Linked DNA regions of Bos taurus: region 1 is linked to region 2. A link is a contact called in public Hi-C data. All regions are on one chromosome and are shown on one strand. The core of a region is the stretch at or near the end of the contact, and the rest is flanking DNA. Distances in the headings are between cores, read along the strand shown. Region 1 has its middle 97 kb from the start of TBL1XR1. Region 2 has its middle 130 kb from the start of TRNAY-GUA.

Region 1 (6,479 bases), core at 321-2,820, 88 kb after region 2:
TGGAACCCAGGTCTCCTCCTTTGCGGATGGATTCTCTACCATCTGAGCCATGAGGGCAGCCCAGAGTAAAGGTTGGCAAAACTGTAACCTGCAGATCAAATTCAGTCACAGCCTGGGCTAGGAACTGTGTATACCTTTTTAAAAGGTGGCGGGGAGGGTGCGGGGGGAGAAGGGGGAGAGACAAAGAACATGACCCACAAAGCCTAAGGGCTAGATACAGTAGCCCTTTACAGTAAGTTTGGTCCCCAGCTTCCCAGCCTGCCAGGGCCCTTTCTCTGCCCTCACTCCTCTGTAACTCATCTCTGACGCCTCAGGAGGAGGAAGTCCCACCCCAGCCCTCAGCTCCAGGTGTATTTACTCAGTAGAGCTAATCCTCCCACCCAAAGGCAAACCCATTGACCTGGCTGCCTTTCCCCAGCTGGATGGAGGACTGCAGTCCTTTCCTCCCCTCCTTTCTTCCTGCCCCCTTCCCCGACTCCACCTCATGCTATGCCCTGGAGCTGCCCCTCCTCAGGCTGTGGGTGCCCCAGTTCTCAATGCCTGTGGGCAAGGGCTCCTGCCAGCCAGGAGTTTCTGGAGACTGAGGGTCTTGTGCCTTCCCTCTAAGAGCTGTGGAGATGTCTGCTTCTGAGACTTCCTCTCTCAGGCCTCCCAGGACCTCCAGGTGTGGTTTGTGACCCAGAATGCTCTCTGGCAGCTGCAGTTCTCTCCCACCCCAACCCCTGTGTGGAGTCGTGGTTAAGGACATGAACTCATCTGCCTAAAAGAAAATCCAGTGCTGACATTTACTAGCTAGGGAACCTCAGGCAAGTCCCTGAATCAGCCAGTGATTCGGTTTCCTCATCTTTGGACAGGGGATAATAATAGCTCCTCATTCATCCAGCTGGGCTTCCCAGGGCGAGCAGTGATAGAGAAGCTTCCTTTCAATGGAGGAGACACAAGAGATGCAGGTTCGATCCCTGGATCAGGAGGGTGCCCTGGAGGAGGAAATGGCAACCCACTTTAGTATTCTTGCCTGGGAAATTTCATAGACAGAGGAGCCTGGTGAGCTATAGTCTATGGGGTCACAAACGGTAGAACAGGGCTGATCATGCACACACACACACACACACACACACATTCATCCAGGTATGGCCAGGATTAAATGCTAATCTGCATAAAATGGTTTTGAACAAGAAACCTAACACATGGTAAGTACTCAATAACATGCTCGCTCTCACTACTGTTTGATGTTTTGAGGTTAAGCTGTGTCTCAGGCTGGTCTTGGCCCAGGTCTCCACTTCCTCTGGCTATTGCTTGAAGTGACTTCTGTTCTCAAAGTTAATATTGCTGCCCCTAGGGGGATAGGCAAGATGAAGAAACATGTGAGACGTGTCTAAGAAGCTTCCCATCTCTCTTATTCTTTATACCTTTTATTACACAGAATAATAATGACTAAAAATACTTTGCTTTTGAAAGGAGGCTGTGATCCGCTTTCACAAACATTATTTAATTAGATGCATGCGTCAGCCCTGTGAAGTAGCTGGCACGTGGTAGCACCGATAGATGTTGACTGAGTGATGGAGATAGGCTGTGAGGCTGCCAGTTGGCAGGATGATGTTGTGTGGCCAGAACTGGCTGAGAAATGTTTTGAATCCTGACTCTGGAACAATGCTGTTCATGTCCTCCCTTTTTATTAATGAGGAAGCTGAGCTGGTTGATGCTTTGTCTAAGATTACACACAACTTAAGTGGAGCTGCAATCTAGAACTCAGTTCCTCTGACCCTTCACCTAGCCCTGTGGTGGTTATTCCTATCACTAAATGTGTCTAAAATCAAGTGCATTTTATTTGACTCAACAATAACCTGGTTCTGGCATTCACAGTCTTCCCTTTGTGTTGCTCAAGGAAGATCACAACATCAAAAGCTGAAGAAGGATGGGGGCATCTGTGCCTCAGGAGGCATTCTTTGAGTCTTTGCAAAGGACAGTGACTTTCAAGCCTGCGGGAAGGAAATGAGTGAGCACAAGGTACTCAGGGACTTCCCCTCTCTCTTTGGAGGGGACTTGCCACAGGACACACAGTTTCTCTTGCCTTTTTCCCCTGGGAGAGCAGTTTCCCCTGTGGGGAAGAGCTGCAACTGTTGAATTTTATCTATGGCAGGGTGGGATAAGTTTAGGGGAAAAGAAGTATTGCATGTGCTCAGTCATGTCCAAATCTTTGTGACCCCACAGACTGTAGCCCAAGCTCCTCTGTCCTTGGGATTCTACAACCAAGAATACTGGAGGGGGTTGCCATTTCCTCCTCCAGGGGATCTTCCTGACCCAGGGATCAAACCTATGTCTCCTGCATCAACTGCATTTGCAGGTGGATTCTTTACCACTGAGCCACCTGGGAAGCCCTAAGAAAGTATTAGGAAGTCCATTTAGTTGTATATCTAAGCTAGAATCTCCAAAAAGTAAACAAATAAAAGATCAAGAATTAAAGGTATTTTACCAAGTTGAACACAATTTACCAGATATGTTTCACAGAATGCTAGCCTGGCAAGACTTTGAAAGATATGTCTTTAAAAAGGGGGTTCAGTGGGTTTATAAGATTTTCACACTGCAAAATTTCTCAGTCTTTAATATGCTAACGAACATTGCAAACATCTAGAAGATATTTTAACATGTGAGATTTCCCAAACTTTTAAAATGTTGACCCTTTTATTCACTATACCACATGCGATGTGTCCACAATGAATGGAACACAGTTTGAGAAATCTTTAAATGAGGGCATTTGGCATATTCTTATAAAGTGAAGGCTGCTCTCTTTCCATTATTGAAGGTGTGTGTGTGTGTGTATGTGTGTGTGTGTTCAGAACTGCAGAGCCAGTCACAGACATGAGAGAGTGCACAGTTAACTTCTTTAAGAATTGTAGTCTCATCAGAGATGAAAAACAATAAAATTCAGAATGAAATAGTTCATAAATCGGTTGAATTCAGCTAGGTTTGTCAGCAGTCTAGCAGTGCTTTGTGCTTTCTGTTCAGTTGCTCAGTCGTGTCCAACTCTTTGTGATCCCATGGACTGTAGCCTGCCAGGCTCTTCCGTCCTTGGGATTTCCCAGGCAAGAATATAGGAGTGGGTTGCCATTTCCTCTTCCAGGGGATCTTCCTGACCCAGGATTGAACTTGTGTCTCTTAAGTCTTCTGCGTTGGCAGTCGGGTTCTTTACCACTAGCCCCAATCTAGCAGTAGGGGCACAAATACAAATAACTTGCAAGAAATAGATGCAGGCAGAATCTGTGAACAGGAACAGCGGCAAGACCACTAGCCATTTGCAGGCGATAATTTGTTATTCACATTGACTGGCATTAAGGAGGATTCAGTATGTTTTATCAGCTATGAGAAATGCTACCCTAATGTCTACATATCCAGCCAGAACCTCTTAGGACGATTAGCCACTCATCCTAACTCACCTGGACCAGTAGAATTTTTTTATTTAAAGCATGTTTGTTTTAGTCCCAGTAAAGCATCAAGTTAAACAAAGAAGTATCTCATTACTTACTTAAACTTTTCAAGTCTACGAAAGTAAATTTTTTATTCTATGCTTAGAAATAATTTGTGCCTATTTGTGTTTGGTCTTATAAACATTTATGTTTAAGATAATTTGACATTTTAGAATGCTTAACAGGTTATCCTCGAGATGCCAATTTAAACTATCTCCATAAGCTCTGTCATTGTTTTAGATTTGTGATTTCTAATGAAAAGATATGAGTTTATTAAATCTGTATTTTTGTAATATTCAAAAGAATAAGATTCATCCTATTTTAAAATTAATTTATCATATTTATGAGCATGACTTGTGATTCTTTTGTTTGTTGAGTAATAAAGTATTTTAAAAAGATTGAATATATTAAATGTATAAATGCAGTTTAATAATTCAAAGGAATTTAATTAACTAAATTGTAAACATTCACTTAAAAGAGAGACTTAGATATGGAACTTGAAATTGAAAGCTTAAAGGAAAGCTAGGTTTTCAAATTTGTAATAAAGGAAACTGAATTACTGTATATTGCCTTCTTTGCCCGCAAAATCTGTCTTTAAGAACAGTCTACAGCTAAATTGCCACGTGGGGGCAGGGGAAGCGGTGGTGAGAGGCAGGGAGTAAGTGGCACAAAGGTCTTCCTTATGTAATCCTTCCTTCCTTGTGTAAATGGACTAATATTAACAGCTCAGAGTGCAAACGAGTGAATGCAGTTGATTGATTATAACCACTGCACTCAGTAAATAATTTTTGGAGACTCTAATCTAGAAACTGTGGGTCACATAACTGAGATTACGATGTGGTTCCTCCCTCAAGCAGTTTCTCCTTTTTTCCACTTTACATTTCTCTCTTCTCCATTCATGGAAGGACTTGCACTTTCTTGCCGTGACCTGCTTGGTTTCACTCTGCGGAAGAGCAGACAGGGCTGTCAGACAGCCTCAAGTGTAAATTCTTGTTTTGCCATTTGGCACATGAACTTCCATAAGCTATTTGGTCTTGTTACTTTAGTTTCCTCATGAGTCAAACTGAGATAACAATATTATTTACCTCTCCAGGTTTTTTGAGAAAATTAAGGACAGCAAAGATAAAAGTGCTTGGTAACAAGCAACAAGCTTCAATAACTGGTAGCCATTAATATGATCTGTGGTTTCTTTTCAACAATGTCCTTGTCCAGATAGAGTGTCACCTTATATCCACCAGTGATAAAATACGTTTAGGCTTCTGAGCCCATCAACAGCCCGGGAGATATTTGGGGCCAGAGACTGTATAAGATAATAGAGAGCTCTTTATAGCCTACACTTACTCTCTAGCCAGTTGTATCCAGATCTATGATTTCAAATATCCTTACTTAACTGATGAGTCCCAACATGATGTTTTTCAGCTCTGATCCCTCCTCTGAATACTGGACTTGGGTCTCTGGCTGCCTATTTGATGTCTTCAAGGGGATGTCTGATCAGCACATCAAACTCTAATGCAAAACTCTTGATTTTTCCCTCATAAACTTTCTCCTCTCCCAGTCTCTTCCATCTTGATAAATGGCCATTCCATTCTTCTACTTATTTGGTCTATAATCTCAGAATCATCTTTGACTCTTGTGTTTCTCTCTCATGCCACAAGTATATTTTCTGATGCTTGTTTAAAATGTACACAGAGGGCTTCCCTGGTGGCTCAGTGGTAAACAATCCACCTGTAAATATAGGACATGTGAGTTAGATCCCTGACTTGGGAAGATCCCACATGGTCAAGAGCAACTAAGTCTGTGTACCATAACTATTGAGCCTGTGTTTTAGAGCCTGGGGGCTGCAATTACTGAGCCCATGTGCTGCAACTGCTGAAGCCTGTGAGCCCTAGAGTCTGTGCTCTGCCACAAGAGAAGCCACCGCAATGAGAAGCCTGCTACAATGAAGAGTAGCCCCTGCTTGCCACAACTAGAGAAAGCCCATGCAGCAGTGAAGACCCAGCACAGCCAAAAAATAAAATAAATATAAACAAAATTATTTAAAAAATTAAATAAAATGTACACAGAGAGACAACCTAGAGGGGTGGGAGGAAGGCTCAAAAGGGAGGGATATATGTATATATATACTTATAATTGATTCACGTTGTTGTACAGGAGAAACCAACACACCATTGTAAAGCAATTATCCTCCAATTAAAAATAAATAAAATGTGCACAGAGTTTAGCATCTTTTAACCAGGTCTTGCCACCATCCCCCACGTGCCACCCTCTCATTGGGATTTCTACATTAGTCCCTAACCAGTTGTCCCCTTCCCACTGTTGCACAACTGCACTCGACACTGCCCATAATAAAAGAGAAGTTGGATCAAGTCATTTCTCCACTCAAAACCTTCTGATGGCTTTCCATCTCATGAAAAGAAAAAGACCTTCACATCTGGTTCCTGACTCCCTCTTTGGCCACTGCTTGGCTCACTGGCATCATTTTTACCCCTAAATACAGCTTTTGCCTCTGTTCTTTTGTATTGGCTTCCCTGGTGGCTCAGAAGGTAAAGAATCTGCTTGCAGTGCAGGAGACCTGAGTTTATTCCCGGGGTTGGGAAGATCCCCTGGAGAAGGGAACAGCTACACACTCCAGTATTCTGGCCTGGAGAATTGCATGTACAGATGAGCCTGGCAGGCTACAGTCCATGGGGTCACAAAGATTTGCATGACTGAGAGACTTTTACCTTCTCACCCTCCTGTATTTGATATCCCCTCCTCCTTCTTCTGCTTTTGCCCACTCACCCCCCAATTTTGTTTCCTGCTCACAGGTCACCTTAACTGAGCAGCCTCCTCTAAAAGCTCTATCTAAACTAATATATGCTCCCAACCATCTTCCCATCTTCTTTTATTTAAGGTTGGTACCTGTCATTTACCTGACTTACTAGCACTTAGGTATGGTCATATGCCCAAGTCCTGGCCAAGTGAGTCTGAGTGGAAGTAATAAGCACAACTGCCAGGACAAGTCTTGAAAGAGCC
Region 2 (6,038 bases), core at 2,909-5,408:
CTAGAATTTATTTAATATTTTTGTATTTTATATATAGAGAGAGAACTTTCTGGTGCAAGATGGGCAAAGCATATGACTTTGGTCATTTGTGTGATTTGGAATCTATGCTAAATTACAGCTTCGTTATGGGGTTTTTTCAGAAAGACAAATGTGACTGATAGGCCCCAGCTGTTATGGTGCCTCAGCACACAGGAAACTCTGTGAGCAGCTGACCCTCTGAGCTGATCTCAGGCCACGGGCATTCTTGGTAGGATCCCCACCACATCTTAGAAGCGAGAAGTGCTAGGCGTCACACATGTGACAAAACTGCTCTCTTAGTTAGGGCCTTTGTTTACTGAGGTGCTATGGAAACATGGAACCTGAAGGTACAGTCTAGGAATTCAGCCTGTGCACTCACGGCAAATTTACTAGAGCTAACTAGCTGAGTGACCTTGAGCAAGGCACTTAACTTCTCTGGACTCTCCATGTCTTTATATTTAAAATATAAGGCACTGGACCATTGGACTAGATGATCTCTAAAGTGTCTTCTAGCATAATAAATCTGTGATAAATTCTTTAAATTAAAATAAAATTTAAATAATTATAATTTCAAAAACTCCATCCAGCACTTTTGAAATAAATGACTATGTCTAGAGAAAAAAGAGCCAGTGGGCAACCCACAAATGATGAAGCAGGCTTCAGGCTATTGGTAAAGGCATTTCAAAAGCACTAGGGTAGGATGTAACTGCTTATCTTGTCTCTAGGAGCAACAGGAGGTCACGGTTCCACTATACAGAAGTGAAAGGTTATATCAACAGGATGTATTTATTTGGGTCAGAATTTGGCTGAAGTACCTGGACAGTTAATCCAACTCTGGGCTTCAGGAATCTGATACTACTCTAAGAACAGTGTTGCAGGATTCACAGGGCACCCTAGACATGGGACTTGGCTTGCTCCACTGGTGGGCTAGGAGAGGCTCAGGTCCATCCAGCACACCCCTAGGAACCACCCCAGGTTCCTGACCGCCCAACTCTGCATGAACAGTATACAGCATGTTTCAACTGTAATTCAGGAGAAATGTGAGCCTGCCACACTGACTCTTTGCATACAGTTCAGGACCTTCCACTGAAAATGCATTTTATGGTGAAACAAGGGATTAGCTAATCTTTTGGGCTAACGGAGGGCCAGCTACAAATGTTTCCTGTGTGTATTGTGAAACCCTGAGATGACAGAGAAGTTCCTCGTTACTCTCTGAATTTCCCTTCCCCCAAGACTTCCATTGGTCACACAAGCTATTATCTGAAGCAAGCTGGCCAGAGCACAATGTTGTAATTTTTCTTGGTTCATACTTCTAAATTAAATCTGCTTGGAGAAAGAAAAGACTGAAAAAATATTTAAATCTTGTCTTAAATCATGGAGGAATTTTCTGATTTTTCTTCCTTTATTGGCTAGTCTTATTTTTTGTTAAGAAATCATTCTTTGGATTCTCAAGAGCCAAAAACAAGATTAAAAAAAAAAAAAAACAGAACCAAAACATCCTAGAATCTAGGCACTTAAGCAGTAAGAACTCAGACACTTGTGGTTTTTGATACAAAGGCACTGACAGAGAGCCCAGGCTGCTACCCTTAAATTTCACATATGCAGCCAAGATCAACGATCCACTTTGATGAATAAATGTTAAGAGGATGTACTTTGACTCATACTGTATGCATTTAATATTCCCTTTGGCCTTACTTATAAGCAAGTTTCTTTCTTTTTTTTTTTCTAGGGTAAAGGTGTGGGAATTTCCCAACCACACTGTTCCACTTCATATCTTCTTCTTTCTCTTCTGATTTTATTTTCACTGCAGAGCAGGGTAAAGGCAAATGTATATTATTTGGTAGCCTCTGGGAACCAAGGGAAATGATTGGTTCTGATTAGCAAGTACTACAGCAAGATATGTATCTGTAACCACCAAGACTCTCACATTCAGAAGTTATAACCAGCCAAAGTCTAGGCCAAAAACATCTACTCTCTTATAGCTGTTTTATTATTATTACTTGAACATGGCTGTAAGTGTTCTGACATAAAATACTGGATGACTCACCTTTTGAGAAGTGGGGGGAAGGGGAGATGTATTCATATACATATGATTATGTATTTGTATTTGCTTGGATATGTATAAAAATATCAGAAAGATATACAAGAAACTACTAAATTGTTATCTATAAAGAAAAAAAAAAAAGTAAGTGGCTGTCTTCCAATGATCAGGTGCTGATTGTTCCTGACCTCTTTCTTTATTTCTTCAATTATAAATCTATTGTCATGCATTTCAAAAGAGAAGAATGAACCGCCCCAAAACTCCCTGAAAATACATTCAACCCCTGGTGGCTCAGATGGTAAAGAATCTGCCTGCAATGCAGGAGACCTGGGTGCTACTAACACTTTTCTCTTCCTAACAGCGTTACTATTCATTTCATTCTGTGTGTGTGTATTCCCAGTCATATCTGACTCTTTGCGACCCTATGGACTGTAGACTGTCAGGCTTCTCTGTCCACGGAATTCTCCAGGCAAGAATACTGGAGTTGGTTGCCAATTTCTTCTCCAGGGGATCTTCCTGACCCAGGGGTCGAACCTGAGACTCTTGTATCTCCTGTATTAGCAAGCAGATCCTTTTCCATTGCATCACGTCCTTTCATTAATGCCATGAAAATTCTAACATGATACTGAACGAGAAAAATATTTTAAATTTTATCACACTGCCAGCTGAGAGACTTCAGTGCACATTGTTAATTCACTGACACTCACCACCAGGCTAAGTAAATGTGGTGTTTCAAAACTGAGAAAGTTCGAGCTCCTGAGAGAAGTCTGCAGTCACAGTTTTCCGAGTCCTGTTCACATAGCTCATTTGTTAAATCAGATTCTTCTCAGAACTCCTCTCTCACCATAGTTTGTGTTTAATTCCACTCTGGTTTGTGTCTTTGTGACAGCACATTGGTGACCAAGCCGCAGCAGGGCCGAGCTGGTTAAAACACAAATCAAACCAGGAACTCCTGCCCTACCGCTGGCTGGGGGTGTAACAGTTAACTGAGAGCCAGAGGTCTTTGGAGACCCTCAGGACTGAAGGGTGAGAGGCAAGGTTTGAGTAGAATAGTCAAACTAGAGAGGAAGAGCTGAGCTATTTTCTGGGGGCTAGAGAGGAAGGCTGAGCTATTTTCTGGGGGCCTTTAATTCTGTGTACAGCCAATCAGAAACAATCGATGGATCTGTGTCCAGTGATAATCATTCCTCCTAGTTACAGACAGATTTACAGTTTACACAGCATTTCCTAGACATTCTCTCTCACCACGGTTCAACATCAGCTCTGTGCAGCCAATAGGTCTGTTACTTTCAACACTGTTTTAGAGATGAGAGTTCCGAGGCTGGAGGGATGAAATAAATTGTCTCTCGGAACCAGATCTGATTGGTGGGTGGTGAGCTGGGACTCACTCTTGGGTTTTCTGAGGATACTTTCCACTGTGCTGGCTGCCGCAGGTCCTCAAATCCAGTCACTCAGTTAAGGAATCCACCCACGTAGCCAACTTTCCGTTTGATTAACGTGAGAGTCCTATTCATCTAACACCGAACTTCTATTGGGCTCTCTGCCTTGTACTGAATGACAGAAGACAAATTCCCATCGTTAAATAAGTTGTAACAATGATGAAATTGTATGTATCTTTCCTCCTCCTGCCCGTGTCCTCTTTTCATTTTCTTTTTCATTGCTTTTGTCACTCAGGCTGTATTAGAAATTAGAGGAAGGCTGAAACCAGGTATATGGCGACTGAGGAGAGGAGTGTAGAAGCCAGCCCCTTGCTTCTAGGCTTTTGGGTGGAAATTTTGACAACGGGGGCTGTTGTGTCACTGTGCTCTACGCAGAGTCATTTTATTTTCCTGAAAACATTTGTCCTTGCTACAAGTGGATTAGAGGTTAGAATGCAGGATTGGCAGGCAGGATTTGTGGTTTCTATTATTAGGCCCGCCACAGTTTTATCACACCAGGGTGAGCCCTAAGCAGAGTGGTTTATTGGAGAGAGAACTTGACTGGAAGACGGCATCTGCCCTCCTGTGAATGAGAGAGGCTGCGCGCCACAGCTGAGAGGCAGCCCAGGGTAAGGGTACAGGGGACACCGTGAGAGGCCTGAGTCACTGACAGCAAGGCTTGATCAGAGAAATGTATGATTCACCTCGGCACAGGGCGAGCTGTGTGCAAAAGAATCCTATTAGGCCTCCCTCCGCAACTTCCTGCAGAAGTAACAGAAAGCTTTCTTTTGTGAAGGCCTGCTCAAGGAAGGGGAAGGACTCCGAGTATTGCTTTCCCAACATGCTTTCTGTGCACAAACCTACAAATTTCCACCTCATGAGTGTGTGTGTGTGTATCAGGCAAAAAGAACACTAATGCTGTTTGGAGAAGCAGGGCTGGGGTGGTGGTGAAGTTTTTGGATGATTGTTGGGGTTTCCTTGACTTCAGATATCTTAATACAGGCTGAGGTAGGGAAGGGGAGAAAAAGAACCTTGCATGCACTCCTTCTGAGCTTAGTGATGAACTGAACCAAACATGTTCAAAACACACTACGTCAGCCCTCTGTGGCTTCCAGACCACAGGGTCCCAAGACCTCTGCACACTGCTGAAAGCACCTGTGAACACATCTTTGCTCAGCCCTAAACCAAAAGGCCCTGGACCCACTGTCCCCTTAGGCAAGAGAGACAGGTAACCCTGACCCCTGATTCTGAGTCTCAACATCTATGGCGTCCTTTTCTGGCCCCCAACTCATATTCATTTGATAACTGTGCTCTTGCTTTCTTCCCCATCGGTGAAGCTCTGTGTGATCATTCTACCTGCTAACTCAGTCCCACTGGGAATGCATGCATGAACACAAATGAATTCATTTATCCAGGCAAGAAATATATACACATGCATATTATGTAACAGATCCTGTGCTAAGCTTGAGGATAGAGTAGCAATGACAAAACAAGACAAAAATGCATAGTGTTTGCCTACATGGAGGCAGCAGCAAAAAAAAATAAGATCACACAAATAGATACATAATTGTAAAAGTGAAAGTGTTAGTTGTTCAGTCATGTCTGATTCTTTGTGACCCTATGGCCTGTAGCCCTCCAGGCTCCTCTGTCCATGGGATTCTCCAGGCAAGAATACTGGAGTGGATTGCCATGCCCTCCTCCAGGGGATCTTTCAAACCCAGGGAACCTGTGTATTCTGCATCTCCTGCACTGGCAACCAGATTCTTTACCACTGAAGCCACCTGGGAAGCCCCTTTTTTTGGTATTATTAATCGTAACATCCTTTTTGACTGAAATTAGTATTTAGTGAGTGATAATCATGGGCTTCCCTGATGGATCAGACAGTAAAGAATCTGCCTGCAATGCAGGAGACCCAGGTTCAATCCCTGGGTCAGGAAGATCCCCTGGAGAAGGAAAATAGCAACCCCTCCAGTATTCTTGCCTGGGAAATGCCATGAACAGAGGAGCCTGACAGGTTACAGTTCGTGGGGTCACAATGAGTCGGACACAACTGAACAATTAACACACACTCAACCATGGGCCAAATACTTGGCTAGGATTTGGAAATAAAATGATTAATAATATTGCCATGGTCCCAACTGTCAAACAGCACAGGATCTCTCAGAGGAACTATAATGAAGAATATACAGACAATAGGTCGCCTTCAATCTCAGGCAGAAGGGGCATCCAACCCAGAAACAAGAACTAGAGAAAGACATAGCCTAGAAGAAGCGCTGTCTCTCTTGGTTGAGATTGTTGTCACCTAGTTACAATTTTTTAGTGGTCGTTGCATGACATGAGGTAGATGGGACATAACTTACTCAAACGTTCTTTCATTGTAAAAAAAATTTCATTGCCCCTCTCTTTCCTCTCAATTGTAAATAGTAACATTATTAACCATTGCCAGCAAATTATCTGTCACTATAGTAGACCTCATTTTTACCTACCAAATGAGCTGGTCTCATGCTGATGTGGTTTATCTAGGACGAGAGCTCTCTGATCTCTAAAGTAATATGAAATGC

What was found. Hi-C and Micro-C count contacts between places; a contact is called where the count stands out from the background.
Region 1: a Hi-C map of blood shows a contact between it and region 2, with 2.9 times the contacts expected there. The contact joins two enhancer-like sites. A contact is called at or near these places in 2 of 11 Hi-C or Micro-C datasets (blood and skin fibroblasts).

What each region holds. Positions count from the first base shown.
Region 1 is chr1:90,018,816-90,025,294 of ARS-UCD2.0, forward strand. No RefSeq gene overlaps it. Among named protein-coding and RNA genes, the nearest start is that of TBL1XR1, 97 kb to the right of the region's middle. Within about 2 kb of position 1,571, at least 33 of the 102 cell types and tissues checked have an H3K27ac peak or open chromatin away from gene starts, as enhancers often do. A contact at or near this core is called in blood, where this site is marked.
Region 2 is chr1:89,928,178-89,934,215 of ARS-UCD2.0, forward strand. No RefSeq gene overlaps it. Among named protein-coding and RNA genes, the nearest start is that of TRNAY-GUA, 130 kb to the left of the region's middle. Within about 2 kb of position 4,159, at least 45 of the 102 cell types and tissues checked have an H3K27ac peak or open chromatin away from gene starts, as enhancers often do. A contact at or near this core is called in blood, where this site is marked.